Regions from separate parts of the Mus musculus genome. Here region 2 is linked to region 1. A link is a contact called in public ChIA-PET data. All regions are on one chromosome and are shown on one strand. The core of a region is the stretch at or near the end of the contact, and the rest is flanking DNA. Distances in the headings are between cores, read along the strand shown. Region 1 has its middle 19 kb from the start of Gm51814. Region 2 overlaps Gm20139 (predicted gene, 20139).

Evidence for each region. ChIA-PET counts read pairs in DNA pulled down with a chosen protein or histone mark.
Region 2: an RNA polymerase II ChIA-PET map of effector CD8 T cells shows a contact between it and region 1, with 42 read pairs. The contact joins two enhancer-like sites. A contact is called at or near these places in 1 of 15 datasets of contacts at CTCF or cohesin (the NIH/3T3 cell line) and 6 of 115 datasets of contacts at active chromatin or transcription factors (bone marrow-derived macrophages, effector CD8 T cells, embryonic stem cells and 3 more).

The regions. Positions count from the first base shown.
Region 1 is chr10:19,041,406-19,046,037 of GRCm38.p6, forward strand. No RefSeq gene overlaps it. Among named protein-coding and RNA genes, the nearest start is that of Gm51814, 19 kb to the right of the region's middle. Within about 2 kb of position 2,671, at least 133 of the 459 cell types and tissues checked have an H3K27ac peak or open chromatin away from gene starts, as enhancers often do. A contact at or near this core is called in effector CD8 T cells, where this site is marked.
Region 2 is chr10:19,207,867-19,212,546 of GRCm38.p6, forward strand. Gm20139 (predicted gene, 20139) reads left to right here. Exons shown (of 4, transcript NR_038021.1): 4 at 1-81. Among named protein-coding and RNA genes, the nearest start is that of Gm40607, 33 kb to the right of the region's middle. Within about 2 kb of position 2,100, at least 57 of the 459 cell types and tissues checked have an H3K27ac peak or open chromatin away from gene starts, as enhancers often do. A contact at or near this core is called in effector CD8 T cells, where this site is marked.

The DNA of each region.
Region 1 (4,632 bases), core at 1,421-3,920:
TTTCTGAAGGGGACAGTTTTGATGTTAAAGTTTGATTCCCCAGTTGGTTCTTGATTTATCAATAAAGAAGGCTGGGGGCAGGGGCGGGGCAATTTCTGGGTGGAAGGCACAGGCAGGACTTCCATGTCCCAGGAGGAAGGAGAGAGGAGCTTTCTGCCATAATTTGGAGGAAGAACACAACAACCATGTGAGGTCTTGGTTGTGGTGGTAGTGGTGGTGGAGCTCTGGTGCCTGTGGCCTCTGTTACAGGTGGGTGGCCCAGACGTTTGGCAGGGGCTAGGTAGGACTAGCCACTGATGTTTAGGGCAAGTGGAGAGACAGAGATAATAAACTGGTAAGAGCACGCCTTTTCAGGCAGGAGATAGTAGCATCCAGCAATTGTGCCTAGAAGGCAAGTTATAAAGTAACAAACCGCGTGTGTGTGTGTGTGTGTGTGTGTGTGTGTTCCTCAGATTCAGGGGAGCTGGAAGAGGATTGGTAGCATGATCACTTCTCAGAGCAAAGAGGAGTGGAACAAAAAGGAAGCCGGGTGGGGGCTCCAGAGGGTGGCCAATCCCGGGACAAAAAGTTGTAGAGCAAAACGACATGCAACACATTTCTAGTTCAGTTGCTCTATTATTATGTAACTATAGTATAGCAGCAGTGTTGTGTACTAACTGAGCTATTCTTAAAAAAAAAAAAGAAATCTAATAGTATTTCATCATTTTACTTTTATAAGAAACTGTACTTCAGGCTTCAAATAGTCAAAAGTTAATAATTTTTAGACAGTCAGTGATACACATTAATATTTTAACTTCCTTATATGCACACATTTGTTTTTATAGCCTGAGAATGGATGAGACTGAAGAAAACAAGTACATAAAGTGATAAGAAATATACTCCTTAGTGTCATTATATTTATCCAACTAAACATAGCCAGTGTTGTAGACGTGGCTTGGTGGTACAGTGCTTTTCTAACATGTGAGTGGCCCTGGGTGTGATTGAAGCAACACACACACATGCACACACACATATACACATACACACATACATGTGCAAACACGTGCACACACATGCACAAAGGTGCATGCGCACACACACATACACACAGACACACACATGCAATACACACACACACACACAGGTGTACACACACATACATACACACACACACACACATGCATACACATGTCATCTCTCTACAAACAACTTTTCTGTCTACTCATCATATGCTTCTCAACGTTCTTAGAGAATCTTTAAACATATGTACATTTTAGCATGATATATATTTAGTCACATGTCTATTACTCCACTTAACTATAATTTCCTTAAAGGTAAGGATTAAGGTTCTGTCTTTTATAAGTCCATGCGTACTACTAGTTCAACAACAGCACAGTGGTACAGGCAAAGCACTTGGCTAGTTATGGAAAGCATACAAATAAAACAATGTGTAAATTTCTTCACGTAGTAAGAAAGTAGTAACCTGGAGTAGTGAATTTACACACGCAGGGCTTTAGTTAGGATCATCAGTGTTTTTCCACAGACCCAGTGTTAGCTGCTTAGTCCCTGAGCAGCACCATTGATCACTGAGCCTCTGTGATGTGACGCGTAGTAGGAAGCCATAAGATCACTGAGGATATAGACCGTGCTCCCCTTTCTCTGCCTTTCCTTTCTGGATGGTGAAGGGAGTGGTTTTGCTCGGTTGTACACTCCAGCCACCACTTGATACTTCCACAGTCCCAAAGCAATAGTGAGAACTAAATGTGGCCAAAGCCACAAAAGCTGTGAGCCAGGACAACTTTTCTCTTTGTGAGTTAATTGCCTCAGGGGTGTCACTAGAGTGAGATCTGACTAATGCAGCCAGGCACCAACATACAGGAATGTCACCCATAATACATGAAAACTTCCACGTGGAAAACAACCTCTTTCAAGGCAGGCATATATCTTCTGAGTCTGTAGGACTGCGAACGTGAGATTTTTTATTTCCTTGGGTATATTCTCTGACTCCAGACATCAGGCATATTCCGTGACTCAAGATTTTGTTTGGTTTTGCTTTTTAGGTTTTCTTGATAAAATCACTTTCTCTTTCCAAAGTTCTAACAGTTCTGACAATGGACATAGCTTTTCACAGAAGCTTAAGCATTTTGACTACCTAGGGTGGCATGGACTAGTGTTCTGGCAGGCATTCAGACTACAAAATTCAGTGGTTTTGCCACCATACATGTATAATGTTATGTAAATGAGACTCCAAGAGGGAAAATGTAGAGAAGTGCAGGACAGGGCTTTGTAGCATGTAATTTTTGCTACCCTGCTTTAAGCTCTGGGTGGACTGTGTTATCAGCCCCACCCAGGTTCTCTTGGATCCTCGGATGAAACACACACACACACACACACACGCTTATTTTTCAACCTGCCTTATTGGCTCAGTTGCTGGGTGCTTCTAATCTCCCATGGCTAGATTGCCTTTTCCAATACTCTTAGCACCCTAAATCTGCCCTCAGCTTTAGTTCCTACCCCAGGCCCAGTTGGGGAAGTAGCTAATGGCCACTTCACCCTAGATCTCACATGGCTGATGGCCTTTTCTCCCTCTGAAGCATGGCAAAATCTCTCTTCCTCTCATTGCATATCTTTAGCTTCTACTGCAGGGGACATGGAAGTCCCGCCTCTTTCCTTCTGCCCAGCAATTGGCCCCTGGCATCTTTATTGATAGATCAAGAACCAATTGGGAAACAGGATTTTACCACCAAGAGCCACTCCCTACAGGACTTAAAGAGAAAATCACTGTGAGAGAACGACATCAATCAGACAAGCTGAGTAGTACACACTGGAACACAGTGAATCAATTAGGTCAGCCTCCTTGATGATACAAATTAGCAAGGCCTGTTTGTGAACAGTAGAGATTGTTAGAATTCTTTCAAATCAGAAAATTGAACTAACTCTTGTAATGCATGCGCTCTCTCTCTGTCTCTGTCTCTGTCTCTCTCGCTCTGTCTCTCTCTCTCTCTCTCTCTCTCTCTCTCTCTCTCTCTCTCTCTCTCTCTCTCTCTCTCTCTCTCTCTCTCTCTCTCTCTCTCTCTCTCTCTCGATAAGGTCTTTTACTGAACTCAGAGCTTACCAACTGGATAGACAGGTCAGGCAGCAAGAGACCTCCTGTCTCTACCAACCAGTTTTCAGATTACAACTGAGGTCCTCATGCTGGTATAACAAACATTTAACAGAGCAAACCATCTGACAAGGCAGATTTTTATTCTTATAAGTAGGCAAGTTTAGGAAATACTAAATGGGTTCATTTTAACTCCTGATATCAAATTTAGTCCTAAAAGTTTCACAAATCCCTCTACTTACAATCCCAGCTTCCCCATACTGATGCCCACAGAGTTTACTCTCTCTTTTTTCACCAATCCTTCTCTCTCAGGATCCCTCTTTTCCTCTACTTCCTTCCCCTCCCCCCCCCTCTTTTCTTTCCTCCTTTCAAATTCCTGCCCCCTCTTTGTCCAGAATTCGCTCAGTTCAGTGTTTTATGAGGAGTCCGGGGAGTCCTGCCCTGCAAGTGGAGGTAAAGGCAGCAGAAGCCACAGGTGCTGCAGGTCACTACTTGATGTCACTCATGAATTTACGAACATACAGAGGTGATTTCGGTATATTACCTAACTATATCACCAGGTGAGTTTGTTTGCTTTTTACATGCTGATCAAATAAAGTCGGATCATAAAGCCGAGCTGTTCAATTCCCTTCAGAAAGTCCCTAGTCCTTCCACTTGGGAATTTTGAATCTGAAAAGTTCGAGCATTTTCTATGTGATTTTCTTTCTAAAAATACAACTTGCGTGAAGCCTGGTACTATTTTCACTTTGTGCACTCAGCATGATAAGCAGCACCTGGGGAAGTGTTGCTTGTATCAACTCTAACCTTAGGCCTCTGTTGCTCTGAGCAGTACTCTTGGCATTTTCAGAGAGACTCCTTCCTGGTCCTGACCGTTCTGTTGCCTCTTAAGGTTTAAACATATGGGTTGAAGGTAAGTACATTGTATTATCTAGGTGCCAGGCACTCTATTTGTTGCATGATCAGCATATGGATTTGTGCCTCTACCTGAAATAGGTTGTTAAAAAATAAATATGCAACCACACATAACAGCTGATACTGAAGAAATATTTGGATGAGATGAAGACGTCACTCATCCCTGACCATCTCATACATGCTGAAGATAGAACAGAGTATTAAGAGGGACATGATACCCCATGCAGTACTTAAAATTCCTGTGACTATAGTATGGACTTGTCTGCTGAATAGTAGGATATCTGAAGGAAAAGACCTTGCTTTGACAGATCATTAATATTTCTTAGCACAAGGTGGCACACAATAAGTGTGTGTAAATGTTTATGAAACTTGACTCTAACTAAGACATGCCTCTGGTTAATTTTGAACCCCACACTAGAATAATCCATCCTTGTTGTAGTTGAAAAAAAATGTACTCTCTTCCACCATGTCCTATTAGGAAAAAGTGATAACAAGCACTTTGTTAAGTAGGTTTTCCAAAAAAACATTATGCAGTTCGTTTCTTGTAAAGCCTTTTGTCTGTCACCTGTGTGTCTTTTCCTAATATGGTCAGTAATGCATTTAACAGATTTGATTTGGCTTTACTCTTTGTTAATTCC
Region 2 (4,680 bases), core at 850-3,349, 170 kb after region 1:
TTTATTCCAAATATTTTTCTAATTGTACCACTGTGTTTATTGGATAATTTGTTATAATAAAACCTATCATTTTCTATAATGAATACCTGCTTAATAGTAAAAATAAATTAAAATTATTTCCACCCCCCCACACACACATAAAAAATCAAAAAACCCACATTAAAGTCTTTCATCAAAAATCTTGCACCAAAAAGAAATAATGCCACTTACTACAGTTTGATAAGATTAAGTATCATTTATTAAAAGATGAAAATAAAGGAAACTGTTTCTTAATCAGAGAACAAGCTCCATCTGTACCTAAAAGACTCAGGATAAACACGCCCCGCCCCACCCCACCCCCCACCACGCTCTAGACGTTCTATCCGTGAGCTTTGCATTCCTTCTGTTCATGTGCTGATGACGCTTTGTGTTCAAGACAAAGGCTGTGCTGTGGTTGAAGGTCAGGGCTGGGCTGCGATCTCCACCACACTCCACCTCACGTCTCTTCTTTCTCAGTGTTTTCCTAGCATGTGTAGTTTTCCATGCGAACAATAGTGTTCATTTATCGAGTTGAAGCATTTGAAGTGAGCAGGGACTTGTTTTATTGGAATTTCACTAAATCTTCAGACTTAAGTCACTAGATCCCTTGGAACTGGGGTACAGACAGCTGAGCCCGTCAGCGTGGGGGCCAGGAAGACACTTAGGGCCTCTGAAAGAACAGCCCATGCTGTCACTGTTGAGCTCTCTCTCCATCCCCTTGTTTTCTTATTTTTATTCTCAAGTATTTAATCTCTTAATTCCATTGTAAATGAAAGTTTTTAAAAGTATTTTTAAGCTGGTTTTTATCTGTATATATGAAATCCATTGACTCTTTTCACCTGATATTTTAAAACATAATTTTATTGCTTATAATATATAATCCTGATATATTAATTCTTTGAAATTTGCTTAACGCATACAATTTACTCTAACAAACCGAAAAGACTTCCTCATAAAATATATTGCTTTAGTGAGGTGACCTGTAATTACATTATTAATTGTGTGTTGTTTCTAGTAAATGTAACCAGCTATTAAACATAGAATGTTTCTAAAGTTAGTTTAGAATTATCTACCTCAGTGGTATTAACTTTTTATTTCAAGCATGTAATTAAGAAGGCTGACACTCAGGGATGGGTCAGCTCAGGTTCCAGTCAGGCTGCAAGATAGACTCCTCTTTTTTAACAGTAACACTCACTAATTCTCAACAGACACCATCTAAGGGATATCAAACACAGGTGCTTGTTTTCTGAAAAACAAAACAAAACAAAACAGCAGCAATGTTTTCCTCTGTCTTCATAAGTTGCTCTTTCCTTGTTGTGAAAAAAAAATTCTTGAGAAAAGCAACAAGGGAGGAAATTTGTATTTTGACTCCCTTCATATGGTTTCAGTCCTTCAGAGACAGTGTAGAACAGTGTGGTGGGAATGAGTAACAGAGGGTCCTCACACCACTGTGGGACAAGAAGCAAAGGGAATGGGGCTAGAAGCAACGAAGAGAACAGTCTTTCAGAACCTAGTCTTCATGACGTATTTCCGGGACACACTTCTGGAATCTCAAACCCAGACCTCATGAAGTATTTTCAAGATTCAGGTGTCACCTCTAGAGACCATCAGCCAGGAAGCAAGCCTCCATAGCTTGAGCCAGTGGGTCAGAGCATTTCTCCTCTCTTCAGTTCCCTTCAGAGACTCCCATTTACTTCAGCACACCGACCTTTTCTGTGCCACCTAAATTGTCAATACGTATTAATAGACAAGTTCACAATATTTGGAAGTGCCACAACATCCATAAAGGTTTTAGATGAATTATACTATAGCTTTATTCACAGCACTTGCACATATTTATGAAATGGAGTACTGAGAACAACTGTACATCACATAATGTCATTTCTGTCAGAGACAGACCACACTCATGACAGTGGCAGGCAGCAGCTTCGGGTTTGTGGTGTCACCACATAGCTTGAGGACATTATTTTCACATGTGTCTAATTTGGTCTCACATTAGTTTCTTCATCATGACACAGAAACTGGCTGCTAACATTGCCAGTAAGAGACCCATGGAGTGAACTGAAAACAAAACTGAAAGTAAAAATCAGTGGTTTGCATTGCTCATCAGGTGGGCGTGTCATGGTCTACTTCAGCTGTGACCCTCCAAGAACAGGAGCAAAATGATAACAGCTATTTAAAAATCTGCTTCATGAAGGCAGTGACAGCAGCAACATCCCAGAAGAAACTATCAGCTATGGAGATAGTATCAGTGACCTGTGTAGATTACAAATAGTGAAGCCCTTTTCCTCTAGCCACTATGATGATCAAGAGCGAAAGGCTTGTTTGTAATGTTCACTGAAAAGGCTAGATGGAACTATGATAATGTGTTTGCTGCAAGCTCTGGGTAGTTCTTAATGACTTCAGAATCATTTACAGTCTGAAACTGAGTGAGTGATGGGTCTGTACATACAGGCGTGTGGTACTTAGGCCTTTACCACTTAGGTCTGTGTGAGTTCAGATGTGCATTTGCACCATGGCAAGACAGCAAACTTAACTGCAAATTTCTCCGAAGGCTCTCCTATTGCCAAGAGACATGTGAGTGTACACGTGCAAGTTACTCCATCGTAGACAGCGTTTTGTACAGAGATAGATTTAGAGCCTTTGTAAGAGCTCCTTACATGCCTCTTCTCTGGAGGCCCCAAAGTACAGGCTGATTACACTTGCCCTGCATGATGACCTGAGTCTATCCCACAGCATTATTAGAAACCAGTATGGCTGTAACACCTAAATGTTCCTGTAAGACCATCTTTCCTATGTATTACATACACCTTCTTTTGAAAGTTTTATACGTGAAGCTGGAGAGATACTCAGTGGTTAAGAGTATATGCTGGACAGCCTGGGACAGGATCCTTTCAGTTTCAGTCTGCAGCAGGAGCTGATACTGTGCCACAGCTCTCCATATCCAAATAATGCCAGGAGAAAGCTGGTCTCCCAGGAGTGCCCAAACATCTGTGAGCACAGGTAAAACCACCCCTTTTGCTCAAATTCTTGACCCAAGAGGGACCCACCCAGAGCCATCAGGACACAGGAACCAAGGAACAGGCAGAGACAGTTTCTATCTGCATCTCAGAGCTGACCCTGTGCCACAGCTCTCCATACCTAAATTCCTCCCAGAGAGAACTGGTCTCCCAGGAGTACTGACACATGGGCTTTCAGGAGGGACAAGCCACAGTCAAAGACAGCAAAACCAGCTAACATCAGAGATAACCAGATGTTGAGGGGTAAGGGCAAGAACATAAGCAATAGAAACCAAGGCTACTTGGCATCATCAGAACCCAGTTCTCCCAGCACAGTGAGCCCTGGATACCCCAACATACCAGAAAAGCAAGACTCTGATTTAAAATCACATTTCATGATGACAATAGGGAAATTTAAGAAGGACATAAAGAACTCTCTTAAAGAAATACAGTCAAACACAGGTAAATAGGTAGAAGCTCTTAAAGAAGAAACTCAAAAATCCCTTACAGAGTTATAGGAAAACATAACCAAACCGGTGAAGGAATTGAACAAAACCATCCAGGATTTAAAAATGGAAATTGAAACAATAATGAAATCACAAGGGGAAACAACCCTGGAGATAGAAAATCTGGAAAAGAGACCAGGAGTCATAGATGCAAGCGTCACCAACAGAACACAAGAGATAGAAGAAAGAATCTCAGGTGCAGAAGATACAATAAAAAACATTGACAAAACAGACAAAGAAAATGCAAAATGCAAAAAACTCCTAAACCAAAACATCCAGGAAATCCAGGACACAATGAGAACACAAAACCTAAGGATAGTAGGTATAGAAGAGAGTGAAGATTCCCAAATTAAAGGGCCAGTAAATATCTTTAACAAAATTATAGAAGAAAACTTGCTTAAAACCTAAAGAAAAAGATGCACATAAACATGTAAGAAGCCTATAAACTTCCAAATAGATTGGACCAGAAAAGAAATTCCTCCCATCACATAATAGTCAAAACACCAAATGCACCAAACAAAGAATATTAAAAGCGGTAAGAAAAAATGTCAAGTAATATATTTTTCCTCACCAGAAACTATGAAAGCTAGAAGATCCTGGGCAGATGTCATACAGGCCCTAAGAGAACACAAATGTCAGCCCAGGCTACTATACCCAGCAAAACTCTCAATTACCATAGATGGAGAAAACAAGGTATTCCATGACAAAATCAAATTTTCACAATATCTTTCCACAAATCCAGCCCTACAAAGGATAATAGATGGAAAACTCCAACACAAGGAGGGAAACTACACCCTAGAAAAAGCAAGAAAGTAATCTTCTTTCAACAAATCCAAAAAAAGATAGCCACACAAACATAAAAATAACATCAAAAATAAGAGGAAGCAACAATCACTATTCCTTAATATCTCTTAGCATCAATAAACTCATTTCCCCAATAAAAAGACATAGACTAACAGACTGGATATGTAAAAAGGTCCCAGCATTTTGCTACATACAGGAAACACACCTCAGTGTCAAACACAGACAAAACCTCAGAGTAAAGAGCTGGAAAATAATTTTCCAAGAAAATGATTCCAAGAAACAAGCTGAAGTAGTCATTCTAATATCAAATAAAATCAAATGGATACAAAATTAACTCAAACAAATAAGTAGCT